2 separate regions of the Zea mays genome follow, and region 2 is linked to region 1. Evidence: chromatin contacts called from public Hi-C data. All regions are on one chromosome and are shown on one strand. Each heading gives the region's core, a stretch centred on a gene start, on an enhancer-like site or on the middle of the called end of the contact. The rest is flanking DNA. Distances are from core to core; before and after follow the strand shown.

What was found. A called contact is a pair of places that touch in the nucleus more often than the background predicts.
Region 2: a contact with region 1 is called in a Hi-C map of tassel, with 2.2 times the contacts expected there. The contact joins the promoter of LOC100283284 here to the promoter of LOC100280932 in region 1. A contact is called at or near these places in 3 of 25 Hi-C or Micro-C datasets (bundle sheath, leaf and tassel).

The regions. Positions count from the first base shown.
Region 1 is chr10:147,438,720-147,442,225 of Zm-B73-REFERENCE-NAM-5.0, forward strand. LOC100280932 reads right to left here and starts at 1,375. Exons shown (of 1, transcript NM_001153852.3): 1 at 77-1,375. The coding sequence starts at 1,210. The coding sequence ends at 509.
Region 2 is chr10:147,699,813-147,703,530 of Zm-B73-REFERENCE-NAM-5.0, forward strand. LOC100283284 (cysteine protease 1) reads right to left here and starts at 1,487. Exons shown (of 5, transcript NM_001156186.2): 1 at 942-1,487. The coding sequence starts at 1,410.

The sequences.
Region 1 (3,506 bases), core at 125-2,624:
TCAGGCGGCAAAGATATTAATCGCTGTCAAGCAAGGCCGATTCGAATAATCATACTGCTAGTAGTAGAACTAGTAGTGAGAGAGGGTGATGATGACTTGTTTTTCTTATCGCTGTTACAGCTGTCCTTTTTGACATTTTGGAAAGACCGCCGCTTGTGGCCGCCTCCCTCCGTCTCCGCCTGCCCTGCCCCTGCCTGCCCGCCCGCCACGCCGCCCCTGCTGCTGCTGGCCTGCTGCCTTCGTGCTTATCCACAACGTACCCAAAAGGCCAAAACCCTCGCCGCACCGCCCTCCCGCCCGCCGACCATCCGGTCGTCGAGGACGGATAGGATAGGATAGGCAGGCGGCCGGGTCAGCTGGATCGTCGTGTACGTACGTACGTACGTGGGGACGGTCGGACGGAGACGACAACGGCATGCTGCGTCGTGGGATTGGGAATAACCGATAACGGACGTCGTCGTTGAACCTCGCCTTGCGGTGCCTGCTGCTCAGCTCTCTCGCTCGCTTGTCACTCGGCGTCGGAGCTCTCGGGGCTCGGCGCACGGTTCAGATCCGGGTTCTTGACGCGCCCGCTCCACGCAGGCCGCTGCGGCTTCTGCTCCTCTTCCTCCTGCTGCTCCTCCGCGTGCACCCGCAGCTGCGGCAGGTGGTTGTGGTGCCTATGGCGCTCGCGGTGGTGCGGCGGCGGGACCACCATGCCGGTCTGGAGCGCGTCCACGCGGGACCCCACCTCGATGGCCTTCTTCCGTATGGACGCCGCGGACAGCGTGCAGCCGCCGCCGCCGCCGGCGGCGGCGGCGGCCGGGTCGCGCGCGTGCTCCCCCACGTCCACGCCATCCGCCAGCCCGAACGAGGGGATCTCCTCGGGGAAGTTGAGCCGCGCCGACCGCCCGCGCAGGTAGAACACGGCCGTGTCGTAGGCGCGCGCCGCCGCCACGGCCGTGGCGTAGGACCCCAGCCAGATGCGCGTGCGCTTGTGCGGCTCCCGGATCTCCGCCACCCACTTGCCCCACTTGCGCATGCGCACGCCGCGGTACTGCCGCCGCGGCTGCGTCTGCTGGTGCGCCGCCCCCAGCTGCGGCGCCGCCATCGCCGCCTGCTCCGCCTCCATCTTCACCGCCGCGGCCGCCAGAGGAGCCATGGCTGCGGCTGCGGCAACAGCGGCCGCAGCCGACTCCTCGATGGAAGACCGGTACTCGCCCTGCATCATCAACAGCTCAAGCCGCAAGCCGCCGCCTTTGCTGGCTGCCGCTGCCGCCTCCCCCTCTTTCTCTCTCTCTCTCTCTCCTGCTGGGGGCTGTGCAGGCAGGCGCAGCAGCAGTGGTATCTGCAGCTGCTTTTGGCGGTGGCGTGGTTTTCTTGGCTTCCCTTCCCTGTCTCTCTGTTTGCTGGGCGAGTATTTGTATTGGGATTTTGTGGGTCGAAGGGGGGATGAGTTGGGCGGAAGGCGTCGACGACACCCCCTGTACTGTGCTGTGCTGTTTGGAAGGGAGCTCTCACCGCCGGCACACAAATTGTTAGGTCCACCGGCTAACTTGCATCCGGTGCCCATCCACTGCCAACGGGCTAACTATATATGACTGGTTCCAAACTGCGGGTACGTATCTCCGGCTATGTTGTATTATTCTCTTATATCGACCCTAATTATCTACCATAGTCATATAACCTTCGTCACCTCTTATATATCGTAGTTATCTAACGCACAGTCTTCAATCTCATCTTACAATCATCTCAACACCACGTTAACTTTTCTTTTACGTACTTATAGTTGACATAAACATATTATTTTATTTAAATAAAAATACATTTGATTACATAATTAAGCAAATAAAATTACATAATCCATTTAAAATTTAAAAGTACATGGCTTAAACCAAAAAAAAATACACAATTCGTTAATATAACTATAAACTACTAGTCCTCCTCCTCATCTTCCTCTCCTACCTCGTGCACCGATTCTTTATATTCTAATTTATAAGTTGCTTTATCAATCTTTTTTCATAGCTAACTTATAGTCTTTTATCTTGTCTTCCTTCATATCAGTAATAAAACGATCTGGTAGTTTGTTAAATTACTACCACAAAGCAACTCCAATAGTTCTATAAAAAAAGAGCTTGATAAAATCATGTTTAGCAAGTTACAAAATAGCTATCCAAAGTAAAAGTAACATAGTCTCCGATAGCTGCTCATATTTAGGGAGTAATTCGATTTTCAATCTAGCTTTGGCAGCCCTGCACCTATCAGATCAGGCTGACGGTAGGGTTGGAAGCAGAGGATGTCGAGGGCAGAAGAGAAAAAGGCCGGTCGACATGACATATGGAGGAGTGATGGTCCGCTGACACAACCTATGGGACAGTAAGGTCCAACGGTAAAGGAGAAACTTATGCCAAACGTGTTTGACCTAGCTATATCACTGTGCTAGAAAGTGGAAAACGAGCTTGCTATACCTTGCTACCTCACTGTGTGGAAAATGGAAAAAATAATCATGCCAGTGTGAAGAAATTGACGTCAGGTGCATTTAAGGAGCTCCTATCGAGTTGCCAAATATAGAGATTATATAGAGTTGACAGCAACTAACTAATTAGCAAGTCTATTTAGAGAACCATTTTTTCTGTTTAATTATTAAATTTAAGACGATTTAGAGAGTTGTTTAGAGAACTATTAGAGTTACTCTAAGGAGCTCTAACAGCTTGTCCATACCTTCTTGGTTAGGGACCCTACTGTATAACAACGAGACAAAGAAGGAAAGGTAATGGTTGTGGTAGAGAAATGGCGAGAGGAAAAAGAGATTAGTAGGAAAGAGGGGTGGGGACGTACGTGTACATTAGAATCTGAGCTACAGAAATTTTGCGCTGAACCTAGGTAGGTTTCTGCCACGTAGAATATAAAAGGTGAATTGATGTACACAGGCCTAGCTGTGGACGGAGCCACGGAAGCGATCCCGTGAAGAAGCTTACCTGTTGGGCACACTGGTTAATTGCGTCAGCATTGGATGGGTTTACGAACAGCGACAATTTACAATCTAGAAAGAAAGGTGAAGACAATAATGTCAAGAACCAAATTGGCGTGGATACGATACGAGCATCTGGTTGTCACAATCACAACGCACCCCCACCCCACCCGCTCGCTCTCCTCCCTGCTCGTCACCAACCCATGTGCACACCTGTCGCCTCACCGTTGCCCTGCTGACCCTAAACGTTTCGTTCACTAGTTCCCAGGACAGAATGCGTGGCGGATTGACCCTAACGTGGTGCGTACCTCTGGCTACGTGTGTTGGAGGACGGAATAATGGCGTCTGGGCCCGGCGATGTTTCTTGGAATGATCTGGGACGAGGAGTACGTGCTTCCGTACGGAGCCGTCGTCGCTCCACTCAGTCACCACACAAGTAAAAACCTGGTCGATGCTGCGTGGTTTCGCCGTTTGAAACTTTTGGTTTGGATTGAAGCTACGCAGTCCGCAGCCAAGACTACTTTTTTTTTTATGCTGCGTGGTTTTTTTAAGTAAA
Region 2 (3,718 bases), core at 237-2,736, 260 kb after region 1:
CATTATCACTTTAGACCTAGTTTAGGTACTATAGTAATGAGAAAATCGGAGTGGATTAAGATGTATTGTGAGTGTTTTTTTATCTATTGCGGATGTAAATACTCTCTAATCCCTCCAAACCACTTCAATATTAGAGTACTCAAACTAGACACTTTATGGACATAGCATTTTTTTTAAGAGAATAATTTTTTGGTTGTGACCGGTGAATAGGGTGTGGACCAATAGAAACGTGAAACGGTCACAAGAGCCGTGAATCCGTGATGAAAGTCGTCTCCAAGAGCCTACTATCTGGAATCATGAATGAAGTGAGCATATTGGCCCAGCCACCTTGTCAGCTAGACAGCGACTGCTAGTGTAAATATCTTTCTTGGTTGCTCCTTCCAGGAAGGTCACTGCCTCGCAAGGTTTAAAGGTGATGTCCATGTTCGATGAACCTACCTACATAGTATGTGTCCCCCTTCATGCAAGGCAATAAAGATCAAATACACGGATCACTTTTCCACCTTCCGTAGCGAAAATCGTTCTACTAATATTTGTCACGCCCACGCACAAGACACAGAACCAGTACCAGTACCAGTACCAAATGGAATATTTTTAAATAGTTTTATTTGTTAGTGTGTCTCGAATTCAAGTGCATGCTAATCTATATACGCGTGGCATCTGCGCAACCACCCACCCGTTTTGGTGCCCGGCTAACGAATCGCAGAACGTGAAGCTGAGCGTTGACCTTCAGCTAGTCCCCTGCTCTCTCTCTCTCTCTCTCTCTCTCTCTCTCTCTCTCTCTGTTCATGTGGATAACAGTAACAAACTACCGCAAGTTGTGGATGAGCAGACTTGACAGTTTTCCCCATGTTCTATCTAGAATTATTCTTGATTCAGAAGCAGGAGAGGGATAAAAAAAAGAAGAAAGTGGAAGGGCGGAGATCGATATGGAAGCTCACCGCAGCTGCCCTGGTCCTTGACCTCCGCGACGGCGCCCTTGGCCCGCCAGTCGACGGACTCCGGCAGGTCCTCGTTGTCGCCGGCCAGGTACCTGTCACCGAGCCTCCTCTCCCTCTGCGGCCTGCTCCTGACGCCGAGGTAGGTGGCGCGGTACTCGTCGTTGGTGAGGTCGGCGAAGCGGTTGAGCCCGAGGCGGAAGGAGTGGACGCCCGCGTCGGCGGCGGCGTTGTGGGCGTCGACGTAGCGGAGGTTGTCCCTGAACACCTCGAACCTGCGCTCCTCCTCGCCGACGGCGTTGTAGGTCCGGCCGTGCGCCGCCATCCACTCGGCGTACATCCGCCGCGCCTCCTCCTCGCTCCGCTCGCCGTAGGAGACGATCGACATGCTGTCCGCCGCCGCGGCGAGCGGCGCGAGCAGCAGCAGAAGCAGCGCCGCCGCCGACGCGAGCGGCGTGGTGGAGGCGCCCATCTCCGCCGCGATGCAGGAACGGGAAGGCTAGCTAGATAGGGGGAGGAAGGAGCGGAACGGACCGGAGCAGAGCAGATGGATGAGAGTTGAGATGGAGGCCCTTCCTTTTAATACAAGTGGGCGAGGGAGCGGTGGGCCCAGATTCCGTGATCCCCTTGTTTTTTTAAATTCATTCGCATCTAATCTACTGGACCAGTCAGCTGTACGATATTTTCCGTTGGTTTTTTATTGGTCGTGGGGTTGTGGAGCGGAAGTGGACAGGTTGGATTGGATTGGATGAGGGCGACCTTTTTTATTCTTACCCGACTGTGTGGGCTACGAACTGATATTAATGGTTCATATTTATTTTTAATTTTTATTTTATTTTCCTATTCAAATGGGATACAGTATTATCGATTTGTGACGGGTAAGATTTACATAGATATTGATATCTTCAATATCTAACTTTAAGTGTATAAATATAGATATAAATAAAATACGAATTGAATATTGAATACCGACTCAAATATAAATTAGATATCAACACGTTTAGACGGATCAAATTCGAATACATACTGATAATATCGGTAATCGATATTTACATAGAGTACCATTTACTATCTCTAGCAAGAAATACTTTAAATTTAAAGTTTCCCAATCTCGTTTTTATCTCCAACAACTTCCGCTAAAATAGAGTCTGCAGCTGATCCGCCAATTCTGGCGCTTGCTGTATACGGTAGCGCATGACGGTTGGACGCTCGATCGGTTATTGGCTGACATACGCTGCCTCCTGCCATGCTACAGTACGAGCTATGGTGAATGCGCTGGTCCCGTCAGACTCCCAACCAGTCCAATACTGCTTCTACACATTAATGAAAAAATAGTACGTTGGAATTTTCTTTTTATTAATATGGCTGGAAAAAGAAATGGAGTATAAGATAGGATAAAATTTAAAGTATGTTGTTGAGACTTTATATAGTAGATATATGAAAGCCGTTTCAAAACGGTGTTACTGACGCTATCCACGTCGGTAGAAATTCTCCTAGCTACTTGATTGTAAATCAATGGCTCACCTTCGCCTCTCGAGACTTTAGTACTGACTCTCCTCACTCCCTCGTTACCTTCGCCTCTCGAGACTTCTGGACGCTTTGACTGCGACCGCCTCTCCTCACTCTTGCCATCTCGTCCCTCCTCCTCCTCGCTCCATCCGCATCTTCCATCTTCAAGTTGCTTCATCTTCCATCGTTTCGTCCTTACGACATCATCCGCTCTGAGAAATTCGTCGCTTTCTTCATCGGCTCCGCTTCTTCCTCGAGTTGTCAAATTAGAAAAAAGGTTCGCTTTTCTTTTTCCCCAAGTTGTGTGCTTGCGGCGGATCTGCCTTCTTCCGCTTCGGCTGTCTCCCCAATTTCCCATCTTCTTATTCCCTCGACACCCCACGGCCCCACATTCCCTTTGGGCAGCACACCAGCTCCACACATCTGACCTGTTGGGTTTGTGTTCTATTCGGTGTTTGCCAAGTCCCATTACCCATTTTCACTTATCCCAAATCGGCCAGAGGATAGGTTCTGTGCTTTCCTTTTTATTTTCCCCAATTTCTGCATTTCCCCTCCTTCTATAGTCTCCTTAGATCAGGTTCTGCAGACAAAAGCACCAGAAAATGAACATCCAAGCAACTCATTGACAAACGAAACTGAACTTTGTAAGAATCAATTTATACACTTTCTCATATCCTCAGCTCAAGCACGCCTTGCGAATTTATTTTATTAACGATACATAAAGGATTGAATTTGTATTTTAAAATCTTCATGACAGCTTCGTTTTTAACCATGTTGAGAAGTACCCTTGCTCCTTAAGGACTACACCAGCGAGGTAATTATGTCTAAAATTATCCTGTTTTCCACACGAGTAAGACGCCATTCGTCGACTGCGTGTTATGTTTTTATTATTTTTTATTTCCTCCCCAGAACTTCCTTTTTCCGATAAATCTTAATAGCATATTATTCTCGTGTATAATAATTTTTATCCCTAGTCATATGACCCTGATGTGCCAACATGGTACACTTATCCATGTTGATGCTCCATAAGCCTTAGTGGTTTTTTATCACTAAATTTATTTATTTATGAAGTGTAGTCATGCAATAAATCTTGCCAATGAATCTGAATATCATATCATTTTCGTACAATCTTAATATCTATCGTATGTCGCCGTCTCTCCAATTATTCTTCAAAATACATCCCCATGTATTGCCATGTACGTAAATGGAAAGCAAGGTAGAATTGTTCTCAGCCGTGCGCGGAGGGTGTTCGATGAAATGTCCTAACAAAA